Linked DNA regions of Canis lupus: region 2 is linked to region 1. The links are chromatin contacts, called in public Hi-C maps. All regions are on one chromosome and are shown on one strand. The core of a region is the stretch at or near the end of the contact, and the rest is flanking DNA. Distances in the headings are between cores, read along the strand shown.

Region 1 (3,975 bases), core at 1,101-3,600:
CCCAGCTCTCAGTTCTCCAAGGAGTCACTTAGGAATGAATAAAATAGGGCTCTGGGAAGTGTGGTGTCTGGCGGACAGAGCATCTTTGAGCATCTTCGAGTGTGGATACCTTCCTCGTCAACCTGCTGCAGCCCAGGAGGCAGGGCCTAGATTTTTGCCTCTATTTTGAGAAAACACCTCCACTGGTCTTCCCCCTTCTTCACAGGGGAATCCAGCTCAGGAAGCCTTGTTTCGTGGGCGGGGCAGATGCTCACAGAAGGTTCCAGGTTTCCTGGACAGAAGGGGATTGAGACCCACCCCGACAGCCAGAATTGCCCAAAACATTAATGATCCCGGAATCCCGCTTGCACAGACCCCCTCCAGAACCTTGAAGAAGCTCCACCAGTGTTCCCCCCCCGCCGCCGCCCCAGCAATAGGTTTTATCAAAATTTGCAAACGTGAAAGGCCACTGTCTCTTTCCATTCTGCTGCCCCCTCCCCGCTTACGCTTACTTCTCCCAGTGGACACACCACGGAGAGTTGGGGGATGTGGCTAAGGGGAAAGTGAGTCAGGGATTCCTTTAGCTTGGGCTTAGTGAGAAGTATTTACATAATCTGGTCATTTTCTAGCATTTCCATGGGGAAACAGCTGTCAGGAGTGTCTTTCTCAAGAATGTGAAACCCATTCCTCTATAATACAACCATCAGCAGGGATGGGGCCTGGCTCCCAGTCTCGAGGGGAGGGGGGATGGAGCCCCCAGCCTTGGTAATCACCAGCTAGCAGACATGATGCCCCAACTGCCTATGCACTGGCCCATCCCATCCGACTTTTCACTTCTGGGACCCAACTAAGCTCCGCGTACCCATCCTTGCCCCCTCAACCTCTCTCCGAAACGCCCAGTAGCCTCTGTACTAGTCAAAGTGGAGTTCAGCCTTCCCCAGACCCCCTTCCCTCCTGTGGTGGTGAATTGTCTCTGCCAGGTTAGCACTCACCTTTGTCTCTGTAAGTCCACAGCTGTGCGGCCAGGCATCTTGTCTCCATAGAGTCTCATGGCCCCAGATTGCATCAGCTGGCCCAGGCTGCTATAATAAAGATGCCACAGACTTGGGGGGCTTAAGCGACCAACACTGATTTCCCACAGCTCTGGAGCCTGGGAGTCTGAGATCAACATGTCCTCTGGGTGTCAGAGAGCCGCGTTCTCTTTGTGTCTTCTGGAATGTGGCCACCTCTCTGTGTCTCTTCTTATAAGGGCAATGGTCTCCCTCATACAGGCTGCGTTTCCCCAAGGCCCTACCTCTAAATACCATCACATTGTGATTCAGACTTCAACATACAAATTTGAGGAAGACACATTCAGTCCATAGCAGAGACCAAGTAGCACGCACAGAAAATGTCCTATTAAACACTGTCCTATTCAAACAAGTGTCCCTGTGACATTGTGTGAATCCAAGAGCAACCTGATTACATGATATAACCTCAGGAGGACATTTGGTTTGCTTTGATGGATGCCATAATCTTGGATCCTTTTTCTTTTTTCCAGAGTTCTCAAATGTCACACATGATGGAAAATAAGTGCTGTTAATGCAGACTGTTTATGATTACTCACTACACAAGGATATTTGGAATACTCTGAAATCCTGCAGCTCAGATGAGCAATAACCTCGACAAAGATTTCCTTGAATTTGGTGAGAATCCTAAAAATTTATGCAAAATTATCAACAATGAATTATGAAAATGACGTGAGCTGCTCGAAACCTTCAATAACAAACACTCAGACTCTGACCTGCCTAGCTACAGAACAAAATGGAATTAATATTATTATTTTTTTATATATAAAAGTTATGCTACAAAAGTATTTCCAGAGGCAGAGATGGTCAAAGACACTATGGTCAAAAATGCAGGTAAAAGCATCATAGAGGTTGGGCAGCTAATTAATGAAAGAATCTTTTTTTTCTAGATGTGATGTTTGTGGCATTTTCAGCTTTTAAAAAATCTTGTCATTTATGCAGATGTGTATTTCATTTCAAACAAATATGCAATGCTTGTACATATTTTTGTATTTTTCTTAAAGAAGGTCCTTGGGTTTGTGAGTTCGAAGCCCACGTTGGATGTAGAGGTTACTTAAAAATAAAATCTTAAAGAAGAAAGAAAGAAGGAAAGAAGGTCTTGTTGAAAAGGGTACGTTTGACCCAATGATCTGGTCCTGGCCCCTGACCTTAGTTATTGGCCTGGAGAAGAGATTCTTCAAGGAGAGCAAACCTGAGAAGGTCCAGAACAGCCACCCTGTCCTGGGAGTGGGAGACCCAGGGAGATGGTGGCGGGTGCCTGCCTGTGAACTAGACGCGTGTTCTGAGGAAGCCGTAGCCCTGGGGCCCTGGGAGCCCATGTGGCCTGGGAGGGAGCAGATTCAGTAAAGGAAGGACTGCAGTCCCTGCTCCAGGGAAAGCAGGGGGATCGGCAGGACCCAGAACTAAGACCTAGGATGTCTAAAATGACCATACTTTCCTGAGCCTGGAGGGGGTGTGAACACGGACACTTCTGGCTCTGGGCAGACTCTACATGAGAATTTTTAAAAAAGATATTTGTTTTTTTTTTTTCCAGAGCAGTTTTAGGTTTTGCAAAAAAAAATCAAGAGGCGAGTACAGAGATTTCCCATATACCCTCTGGACCCCCTACCACACACACACAATAGGCTCCCCACAACCAATATCCTTCACCAGAGTGGTACTTTTTAATTTAATTAAAAATAATTTTTAACCAAGGATGAACCTACGTCAACACTTTTTTTTTCTTTTAAGTTTACAATGAAAATTCTAAAGTTGATCCAAAGGCTCAGTAATGAATGAGCCACGTATTGTCTACCCTTCACTTTCCTTTCTTGTCCAGAACTTTCTCAGCCCAAAGCATCATCTGCAAGAACCAAAAACAATCTTATCTTCCTATTAGGGTGTGTACTTTGTTTACAACGAATTTGTCTTATTTCCTGCTTCCTGTAGATGGAGCTAAATCCTCAAGCATGTGTCTTCAGGTCTTCGAAATTCCCAGGAAGGAAATCCTCGGGAGACCATATCAATTTCTGCTGTTACTAAGGACAGCTACAGTGCGCAGGACTCGGTGCTAAAGAAAAACACATTTTTGAGATGCAAAGGCCTGTTTCTGTCTCCTCCTCCTTGCAGGAAACCAGCTTTAAAAGGCAATCGACAGCAATGCTGTTGCTGCTTTGTGTTTTGTCTAAGGTCATGTCTAACTTCTTTTGTGTTTTGTTAAAAATTAAGCTGTGCCACTGCCCATTATCCATTGTCCCTTTTCACGGGTGTTTCCTGTGTCCTGGTCTTGTCCTTTGCTCTGAATGACCGAATGGCCACGTGAAACCGGTTGTAATGAGCTCTCACTATTTCTCTTGGTTGTTTAATAAACACTGCTTATCTGTGGGCAGGGAGATGCACTTTATTACTTCCCCATATGGTTTCTAAGGCACAGGAGAACACAGTGGGGCAGGCCAACAGGAAACCTAAAAAAAGAAACAGAAAAAAACAATGTTTTAAAGAATCTGATCGAGTCCATACCAAGTCCTATGTACTGTAGCACTGTATTTGTTTATTGATTCCAAAACCAGACAGAGAAATTCCAAACTTTAAAAAGAAAAGAAAAAGCCAAGTAATATTTTAAGGACTTTATTAGGAAATATTATTAAGTGGGAATTTGCCTGTGTAAATTTATCCACTGGGGTAGTGAGTACATTTTACTTCTCGAAGAAAAACAGAAGTTGTCAAAAAGTTAGTGTTTTTCTACTCTTTCCTATTAGCTCCCAATTACATAGCTGGTACAAGTCACGGGCAGAATAAAAAACAAAGCGATGATTTTAACTGTGGCCTGAAATATTATCTTGAGCTTAAGACATCAGAATTATTTTCAGGTTTAGGAAAGAAGAAATTCTGGCAGCAAAGTAAATTTCATACTCCATGTTTCTAAGCTGAGTATTAGAAACTTGAGCAG
Region 2 (3,592 bases), core at 415-2,914, 900 kb after region 1:
GATGGGCGAGGGGGGCAGGGGAGGATGGGCAAGGGGGGCAGAGGAGGATGGGTGAGGGGGCAGGGAGGACGGATGAGGGAGCAGAAGAGGATGGGTGAGGGGAGTAGAGGAGGATGGGTGGGGGGGCAGGGAGGATGCACGGGGGCGGGGAGGATGGGCGAGGGGGGCAGAGAGGATGGATGACGGGGGCTGAGGAGGATGGGCGAGGGGGACACGGGAGGATGCACGGGAGAGGGGGAAGCCCGAGGAGGATGCACTGGGGGCAGAGGAGGATGGAGGAGGGGGGGCAGGGGAGGATGGGTGAGGGGGGCAGAGGGAATGGGCGAGGGGAGCAGAGGGGATGGGCGAGGGGGTCAGGGGAGGATGCATGGGAGGGGGGAGGCCGAGGAGGATGGGTGAGGGGGGCAGGGAGGACGGGTGAGGGGGGCAGAGGAAGATGGGTGAGGGGAGCAGAGGATGGATGAGGGGGGCCGAGGAGGATGCACGGGGGGGAGGGGGGGCAGAGGATGGGCGAGGGGAGCAGGGAGGATGGGCGAGGGAGGCAGGGGAGGATGCACGGGAGGGGGGAGGCCGAGGAGGATGGGTGAGGGGGGCAGGGAGGACGGGTGAGGGGGGCAGAGGAAGATGGGTGAGGGGAGCAGAGGATGGATGAGGGGGGCCGAGGAGGATGCACGGGGGGGAGGGGGGGCAGAGGATGGGCGAGGGGAGCAGGGAGGATGGGCGAGGGGGTCAGGGGAGGATGCATGGGAGGGGGGAGGCCGAGGAGGATGGGTGAGGGGGGCAGGGAGGACGGGTGAGGGGGGCAGAGGAGGATGGGTGAGGGGAGCAGAGGATGGATGAGGGGGGCCGAGGAGGATGCACGGGGGGGGGGGGGGGGGGGGCAGAGGATGGGCGAGGGGAGCAGGGAGGATGGGCGAGGGAGGCAGGGGAGGATGCACGGGAGGGGGCAGGGGGCACGCACGGGGGGCGGGGCGGGTGCACGGCGGGGGCGGGGGCAGAGGATGCCAGGGCGGAGGCGAGGCCCGGGGCGGCCGCGGGGCGGGGGGACGGAGGGGCGTCCGGGGGCAGGGCCGGGGCTGGGGCCGGGGCCGGGGCCGGGGCGCGGAGGCCCGAGGGCGGCCGGCCGGGCAGCGCGGCGCACGGAGCGGCTCGGCGGGGGCACCGGGACCGGGACCGGGTCCGGGGGGCGGGGCGCGGAGCGTCCCGGGGCCTGGGTGACGCGGCCGGGGAGCGGGGAGCGGGGAGCGGGGGGTCCGGGGTCCGGGGTCCGGGTCCGGGCCCGGGCGCGGGCGGAGGAGCGGCTCGGCCGGTCGGGCGGCCGCGGGCGCACTGAGCCGCTCGGCCCGCACCTCCCAGCGCCGACTCCTCCGGCGCGCGGCGGCCCGCGCCTTATATACCCTGCTAAAAATAGCCTGCGAGGACGCCGTCCAATCAGCGCCGCCTGAAGTTCGAATTGGGCCAATGGCCGGGCGGCTGACGGAGAGGCTCGGTCACGCCAGGCGGGGCCGCTGTGAGTCGCCGCCCGCCATTGGCCGGAGCTGACATCACCGGCGCGCGGCCCCCGGGCCGGGCGCAGCGTGATTGGGCGGCGCGCGGGGCGGGCATGGGCGAGTCACGTGGGGGGAGGGAGTGGGGGGAGCCGGGCGGGGAGGAGGGGGGAGGCTGGCAGCGGAGCTTTGAATAGGGAAGTTTTGCAGGGGTTACGTTTGCAGTCAGTCCGGTGTTTGCAAATATTGTGTGGGCTCGCGAGCGCGTCTCCGGGCTCCGGCAGGATCCGAACCCGCGGCGCCTCACTGCTGCGCGCTGAGTTTGCATGAAACTTTCCCCGGCGCTGCAGGCACGGCCGCTGCGCTCCCGGCTCCAGCCCGCACAGCTCCCTGCGTTCTCGGCGGCGGCGGGGACTGCCTCTTCCAGCCCGACATGGACGTACTGCCCATGTGCAGCATCTTCCAGGAGCTGCAGATCGTGCACGAGACCGGCTACTTCTCGGCGCTGCCCTCCCTGGAGGAGTACTGGCAACAGGTAAGCCGCGCTCGCGGGGCCAGGTGCCCGGGCCGCCAGCACCGTGCAAGCCCGCGCGGGCTGGATGCTCGGCGCTCCGGCGTGCGCGCTCCTCCTCCTCCTCCTCCTTCTCTTATTTTTCTTTTTTTTTGTTTGTTTGTTTTTTTTTTGTGTTTTTTGTTTTTTTTGTTTTTTGTTTTGGATGGTTTGCGTACATTTTGTTAAAAATAAAAAAAATAAAATAAATACATAAAATCCTGAGCCTGAGAACGAGCCTGTGCTGCGTGCGTGCGGGAGGCACCTGCGAGGAGCCGGGGACGGCGCGGAGCAGGGCTGTCACCGGAGCGCGGCGCGGCGGCCGGGGCCCGGGCTGCAGGGGCGCAGCCTCGGGAGGGCAGCCCCGGGCTCGCGGCTTCTGCCCTGGGCAGCCCTGGGCAGAACTTTGCTGCTCCCAGCAGCTCCACTCTCCGCCGCTGGAGCTGCTCCTGGGAGCCGCCGTACAGTGCCAAGGGTTTGTTGTTGCCTTTTTTTTTTTTTTTTCCGAAATGGAGAAATCGTTTGTGTTTTGCTTTTTTTTTTTTTTTTTTATGTTTGTACTGACAGTTTTTGTCCCCCCCCCCCCCAATTAAAAATGTCACCAGTGAAATCTTTCCACCAGCTCGTTGTCCCTCCTGGGCCATTTCCAGTTTCTCCTTCCTCTTTGGAAATCCTTAAGATGTGTTTCGATCTGCCTTGTTTTTCTTTACCTGCGTCTTTTGTTGACCAGAAAGAGAGAGGAGGAAAAAAAAAAAAAAAGCCAACAATGTTTGCACAACCAGTGACTTCTCAGTCATATGACAATGAGCCGGTCCAAATTGCTTTAAGTCTGAGTTTGAGGAGAAGAGTCTCGGTTTCCGGCATGTTTTTTTTTTCCTGTTTTTTTCTTTTCTTTCTTTTTTTTTTCTTTTTCTTTTTCTTTTTCTTTTTCTTTTTTTTTAGTGGAACTGGAGTTTTTTGACATTGGACATTTAGGAAAGTTAACCTCTTCTCCCCCCCCACCTCCTCCCACTCCCCCAATTCGTGAGGATTGCCTGAAGGGAGAAGAGAGATTGTGACACTTGTCCCATTGTCTTTAAAAAGATAGAAGGAGGGGTCGGGGCTGTCTCCGTGCCCTGCCTGGCTGTTTGCTTTTTGTCACAAAGTGAATTAGCAGATCAAACATATTCTGTGCGTTTCAAAGCCTAGAAAGCTTTTAAAAGGGATGAAATGCAAAGTGTTGCAACCTTCACATGCCTGCTTAATTGTTCCAAGCCCGATCCTGCCTTCCTCTCCCCTCCCCCCCCCTTCCTCCTAAAGAAGCTGCTCCCTAGGACGTGATTGAAATTGATCTAAGTAGTTTCCTTCGGGCATTTGGGATTTGGGCCCCAAGCCAGGCTGAGCTCCCGGTCGCCTCCGGAGCCTTTTAAACTCTCCAAGAGCTCCGTCTCGGTCCCCAGTGCTTATCAGCATAATGGAGATTTCAAATTAGCCAGATTATGAAAGTTTAACAGGATCGAGGCAAATGTGCTTTCCTTTCTCCTTGGCGCATCAGCAACGTACCTTGCCTGCCGCC

What was found. A called contact is a pair of places that touch in the nucleus more often than the background predicts.
Region 2: a contact with region 1 is called in a Hi-C map of skin fibroblasts, with 5 times the contacts expected there. The contact joins the promoter of KLF6 here to the enhancer-like site in region 1. A contact is called at or near these places in 2 of 9 Hi-C or Micro-C datasets (amygdala and skin fibroblasts).

Annotation. Positions count from the first base shown.
Region 1 is chr2:29,790,566-29,794,540 of UU_Cfam_GSD_1.0, forward strand. No RefSeq gene overlaps it. Among named protein-coding and RNA genes, the nearest start is that of AKR1E2, 55 kb to the left of the region's middle. Within about 2 kb of position 2,351, at least 3 of the 20 cell types and tissues checked have an H3K27ac peak or open chromatin away from gene starts, as enhancers often do.
Region 2 is chr2:30,687,235-30,690,826 of UU_Cfam_GSD_1.0, forward strand. It overlaps KLF6 (Krueppel-like factor 6), which reads left to right and starts at 1,665. Exons shown (of 4, transcript XM_038530210.1): 1 at 1,665-2,022. The coding sequence starts at 1,921.